2 separate regions of the Mus musculus genome follow, and region 2 is linked to region 1. Evidence: chromatin contacts called from public HiChIP or PLAC-seq data. All regions are on one chromosome and are shown on one strand. Each heading gives the region's core, a stretch centred on a gene start, on an enhancer-like site or on the middle of the called end of the contact. The rest is flanking DNA. Distances are from core to core; before and after follow the strand shown. Region 1 overlaps Bace1 (beta-site APP cleaving enzyme 1). Region 2 overlaps Sik3 (SIK family kinase 3).

Region 1 (2,760 bases), core at 98-2,597:
AAGTTACTACTGCCCGTGTCCACCAGGATGTTGAGCTGTCAGAGAAAGGGGAGAGAAAAGACATTGCAGACAGACGGCTCTGGACCCACCGGCCTGTGGTCCTGGTGGACCTGTCCACGGAATAAGAGCAGCCAGGCCGACAGCACTGGCACCAAGGCCACAGGCAGACTTTGAGGGTCCTCCTGAGCCTCAGAGACTGCACTTGCGTCTGTCTGTGACATGCTAGTGTTTCCTGTCACCTGATCGTCACTATTTCTCTCTGCCATCAAGAGGCCTCTGCTGCGGCTGATCCACTCCATCTGGCACTGGCAAGGAAAGATGTGTGGGATCAGTGGGTAGGGCACATTGGTACCCAGGTGTGTGTGGGACTCCATGCCCCACACCCATAATGTGGTTTCTCCTGAGTTACTTAAGCTTATGTGTGCCATCGTCAGAAAGAATGGGCATCCAGGAGTGCCATGGCTGAGAGTGGACAGACAGCTGTGTCTCTGTCCTGGCTGTGTGTGCACAGCTCTCTCCTAGCACCTCTACTAATGTGTCCCCCGCTCTACTGCTTGTGATCAACTCCTCTTAATGAAAGGAATCATATTCTTTTCCTTTTCAAAGAGGATTGGACCATCCTCTTTAAATTGTAAAAACCAAAGAGAACATTACACTCATGAAAAACCCAAATAAACTCTGTATCTTCATTTGCTTTCAATTACCTGTGCTCATCACTGATTTTAGAAGTCGCTTAACTAATAAAGGAAAAAAATAGCAGCCTCTTCTGTTTGGTTACCCACCTTGGTAAGGGTTGTTCAGGATTTTGGTTGTTGTTTTAAAATTGTTTTTCAAACCTGGAGATGCCTTCTAGGTCAAACTGGTTGAAACCACTGACCCTGGACTCCCAAAAATGACCAGATGATATCACAGAGCCAAAACCGCTGTCCGCAAATCCTGCCAATGTATGCATCCTGTGATGAGTCATGAAGTTTATGCATGTGCAGACTGTCCCTCATTTCACCTTTCCTTACCTGCAGTCACTTTCCACTGTGACTTGTATTAGCTTCCACCATGGTGACACCTGCCTAAAGCAACTTAGGAAAGTGTAAAAATGTATTTTGTGTCTCTGGTTTCCTCCTCCTCTTCCTTCTTTTCTTCCTTCTCTTCCTTGCCTTTTTTTTTTTTTTTTAAAAGAAGGGTCTCCTGTCACCCAAAATGGCTCTTGAGCTCACTTTGAAACTGAGAGTGACTTTGATCCTTTATTCTTCCCCAACCTCCAGGATGCTGAGGCACATGCCACCCACCGTGTGCCTGCCCCTTCCTCCCCACCTCAACTACATAGCTTAGGGTTTCAGATGTTTCAGTCTGTGGTCACTAGGCCACATTGCTTTGGTATGTGTCAACATAGTACGTCGTGTGACAAAGGGGACCTGCCACCGCAGCCAAGAAGCAGAGGAAGAGGAAGGAGCCAGAGTCCTAATATCTCCTCCTAGAGTATACCCCCAGTTACCTGACTTCCTCCCACTAGCACCACACTGAAAACACATGGTCCGTTGGGGTACAGTTTAGATCCAAGTTATAGCAACCCTGTTTCTTTATCACACAAGCATCCTTCAACCTGATCTTCTCCAGAAGCCAGCTTTAGTCTGAGGGTTCCTCACCTCCCCATTTAGCCACCTCACAAATGAAATTAGCTTTGTAAAACTAACTATGAAGCAGAGTGCATACATAGCAGGCCAGGTGCAGTCAGACTCTGATGGCCTGACCCTGCCCTCAGCCACACCAGACCGTGATGTTTTTGCTGTATAGGAGGATCAGGGAAAGGGCCCTGTCCTCAGGAAAACCCAGCAGCCTGTCATGGACTCTCTCTGCCCTCTCTCTCCCTGCACCTCAGCTTTCCCAGTGGCCTTCCCTTCCTTTCTCAGTGAAGTCAGCAAAGCTCTGACCTAGTCACCTTGCGAAGGTCACCATGGTCATGAGCTTGTTTTGTCCCATCTGCCAGGCCCTTTCCTGGCTTCAGGGCTCAGCAGTGCCCATGGGCTGTGCTGGCTGATTCCAATGCCAGCTTAGGTTTTCTGATCACCCCCAAAGCCTCCCCTACATTGATGGCCAAGCCGTGAATCCTACCTCAGACCTCCTCTCCGGCTCCCACTCCTGGCTGGGCTCCCATTTTCCTCCCTGCCTGCTTCTCCCCACCTCTACTTCTGTGCCTCTCCCTGGTTTCTGGGCAGCCACCAGTTAACAGTGGCTGTGCTTTTAAAATAATCGATAGAGCCTGGAGGCTCCGCATGGCAGATTTCAACCAGCTGGGTTAATGGTTAAAAGGCCTCACCCCGCTTACCGGGACCCCTTTCTGTACCTTTAGGGCTTAGCTTTGAGCACCAGAAATGGGTCCCCTCCTGACACAGTCCCTGTAACCTGTTCATGGGAGGGACACTACTTGGGATCTGTGTAAAGGCTAGCTTGAGCAGATTGGCCACTTCTTTACACTAGACTGAAACCTCTATCCAGGGACCCCGTTGTCCAGGGCCTTTTCCTGTCTCTCCTCTCTTCAGAGTTCCTCCTTCTCTACCACAAGGTCCTGAGCCTTGTTTTCTCTCTGGTCCCAGTCTGACTCTTCCACCTGAGGAAGGTTTCTCTCAGACAAACAGGGCTAAGGCCAAGAAAGAACAACTTTCCTCACTCCTGGGCCCCTCTCCTTCCCCAGCCTGCCCTTTTCCAGGGCTTCAGACTCCTATCGCTCTTGCCTCTCCCTCTCCACAACAAAACAGGAAAACG
Region 2 (2,844 bases), core at 155-2,654, 330 kb before region 1:
GGCCACTGCTGACACTGGCTAGACCAGGTCTCATTTTATATGAGCTCAAGGAAATGAGTCCCCTTATCATCTTGTGGCAAAGGCTGAAATGCTCCCTGGATGACAGCTCTGAGCTCTGGGTCAATCCAAGAAGCTTCACTCAAAAACACTGGTCTGGGCCTGGAGAGATGGCTATGGAGGTCCTGAGTTCAATTTCCAACATAGCCATCTATAATGAGATCTGGTGCCCTCTTCTGGCCTGCAGGAATACATACAGGCAGAGCACTTTATACATAATAAAAATAAATAAACCTTAAAAACAAAACAAAACAAACATGGTTTGTAACAAACATGATTTATCAGAGACTAGGAGAGCCAAATTACAGTAAATCAAATAGTTTGTTTTGTTTTGTTTTGTTTTTCGCTGTGAGATGGTCTCATTATGTAACCCCGTCTGGCCTCCAACCTCCTATGTAACCAATGCTGGTGTCCAACTCACTTATGTTCCTCCTGCTTCAGCCTCCTGAGTGCCGGGATGACTGGCTCAAAATACCTTTGCAAACTAACCAGAAGTCACTTGATCTAGTCATCTACAAAATAATAACAAGAGATTATAAAGCCAATTGGTTTCCTGAGTGTGTCCAACCATCGGTGGGGAGCTACCTCTCACTTTAATAGTACAATGCCGAAGCGACAGGAGAGTCTACAGTTAAGTAGTAAGTCCTTTCTCAACTTTCCTTTTTTTGGTGGGGTGGGAGGTTGGGACATTGAGACAGAGTTTCTATTATGTAGCCCTGGCTGTCCTGGAACTTGCTATGTAGAGCAGGCTAGCTTTGACCTCACAGGATCTGCTTGCCTTTGTCTCCTGAGTGGTATCCACCACCATAAGACCAACGTTGTGATTCCTTCCATATTTCATTCAAAATTGTCACTGAAAAGACATGTAATTCCTGCCAGGTGCCTCTAGGTTCCAGAAGATGCAGCTGTGTAAAACACATCTGGTTGTTTTAGGCCATAATAAACTAGGTAGTTAAAACCCACTCATGACACTCATTAGCCCATGACAAATGCCATGTAACAATATGTGACCTTAGTTGATCTCAGGACAGCTATGGAAGAACACTCGTGTCTAACAAGCTTTGACCTACTATGAGAAGACAACTTCATCCCACAGTTACTATAGAAACAGTGTCCATCTTCAGAGACTGATCTCCCAGCTGGAGACACTCTGGAGTCTGACTTGGCCATAAAAGATAGAGGAAAGGATCTTCTAGTGTTTCACAGGCTAATGTGGAAAGCTCTCTCAGCCCTGACTGAGTTTCTACATCTTTTCACAGAAATCAGTAAGCTCAGGCCAAGGTGGTGACAGCAGAGAACAGGTCTTGTTTTTCACCCACACTGCCCTCTATAGGAAAGAGACAGAAGCACAAAGAGGGAGAGCAGACCTGACAGCTTCGACCTCCACAGGAAGAGCTAATTCCAGGTCTAGTGAGTCACAGCTATGCCCAGAGACAGAAAGAGGACCCCGGGTGAGACTCTCAAGTGTACTTCCCTTGAAACTGAACTCCATGATGCTTGAAGGAATATCCTATGATTTCCTTTTCCTCTGTGCCTCACCATATGGATAGTACCAGCCTCTGATGAGTCTTGGGATTCAGGTCTATGGTACAGGATAAAGCTAAGCACATGCACATCGCTGAGGATGAGAACGAGCATGCAGTAAGATGGTGACCGCCAGCTCTTTTCCTCCACTGGTTCTTGCTTTCTGTGCTTCATCTTACAGAGCATTGTTTCATTCACTTGGGGAATCTCCTCTCCGGGATTATACAGTATCACTATTTGGGACAATCACGCTGCCATTCTCAGAGCCTTTCAGCACTCATGATAACTCACTAGGAGCGTGGTTTCAGCAGCTAGGTTATTTGCCAGGAGCTATGCTCAGCAGCCTGCTTTGGGGAGGCCTGAAGAGCCTTGCATGGTCTGAGAGGCTGGGGTGGAAGATGGAGGATATCCAAACTCCTCACAGGAAATACTGTGGACACTGGAAAAGCAGAGGAAGTGGTTTATTGACCTGCCCCCCCCTTTTTTATAACAGTGAGGTTGAGCAGAACAATACAGCATCCGAGGAGTGGCTGACTGGGGTGAACTGTGTGGCTTTTACAAGGCAACTCACTTCTCTACACGTCACGGCAAGCAGGAAAATAGTATATAGTAACAATTCCAGAGCACAGCTGCAGGGTTTAAAGCAGACGAAATACAGGAAAATACTTCACAAACTCTAGCCTTAGAGAAATGTAGTTATTTTTGTGTGTATTTAAGGGTGGAGCAAGGACTGAAACAGGATCTCATGTGGCCCAGGCTAGACTCAAACTCACTGAGCAGCTAATGACCTTCAGTTCCTGAGCCTCCTGCTTTCACCTCCCAAGTGCTGAGATTAGACACGCACAATGTAATTTCTTGATATTGTTTGAGTGAGAGTATTTCCTGTGGAAGGGCTTTGGTGGGCCGTACCCACCCCCACCCCCGTAGACTGTATTTTTAACAAACCTGTGTATGAGTTCCCTCCTTTAATACATCTTTATGAGTTTAGACACCAGACACTACCCCATGGCCTGGGAATATAGCAGTGAACAAAACTTATCCAAAACCGCTCATCCCTGCCAGCTAATGATGACAATGATGACGACAACAACGACAATGATGACATGGGAGGTGGGAAAACAATTTAGAGCATGTGGAGCTGAGACAAGGGTTAAGACAAACACAATTATGGAAGCTGTTGGTGGCAGTGGGGAGGGCGGTGTCAATAGAGGCCTCAGAGTGCCCACCTGAGGGGACAGCAGAGTGTGCTTGCTATGTCTGAGA

The links. HiChIP or PLAC-seq counts read pairs in DNA pulled down with a chosen protein or histone mark.
Region 2: a contact with region 1 is called in a FOXA1 HiChIP or PLAC-seq map of pancreatic cancer cells. The contact joins two enhancer-like sites. A contact is called at or near these places in 1 of 39 promoter capture datasets (hematopoietic stem and progenitor cells), 3 of 115 datasets of contacts at active chromatin or transcription factors (embryonic stem cells, memory CD8 T cells and pancreatic cancer cells) and 1 of 9 other capture datasets (adipose tissue).

What each region holds. Positions count from the first base shown.
Region 1 is chr9:45,850,163-45,852,922 of GRCm38.p6, reverse strand. Bace1 (beta-site APP cleaving enzyme 1) reads right to left here. Exons shown (of 9, transcript NM_011792.6): 2 at 1-35. Among named protein-coding and RNA genes, the nearest start is that of Bace1, 13 kb to the right of the region's middle. Within about 2 kb of position 1,347, at least 119 of the 459 cell types and tissues checked have an H3K27ac peak or open chromatin away from gene starts, as enhancers often do. A contact at or near this core is called in memory CD8 T cells and pancreatic cancer cells, where this site is marked.
Region 2 is chr9:46,183,946-46,186,789 of GRCm38.p6, reverse strand. The region is part of intron 6 of Sik3 (SIK family kinase 3); the gene reads right to left. Among named protein-coding and RNA genes, the nearest start is that of Apoa1, 43 kb to the left of the region's middle. Within about 2 kb of position 1,404, at least 57 of the 459 cell types and tissues checked have an H3K27ac peak or open chromatin away from gene starts, as enhancers often do. A contact at or near this core is called in memory CD8 T cells and pancreatic cancer cells, where this site is marked.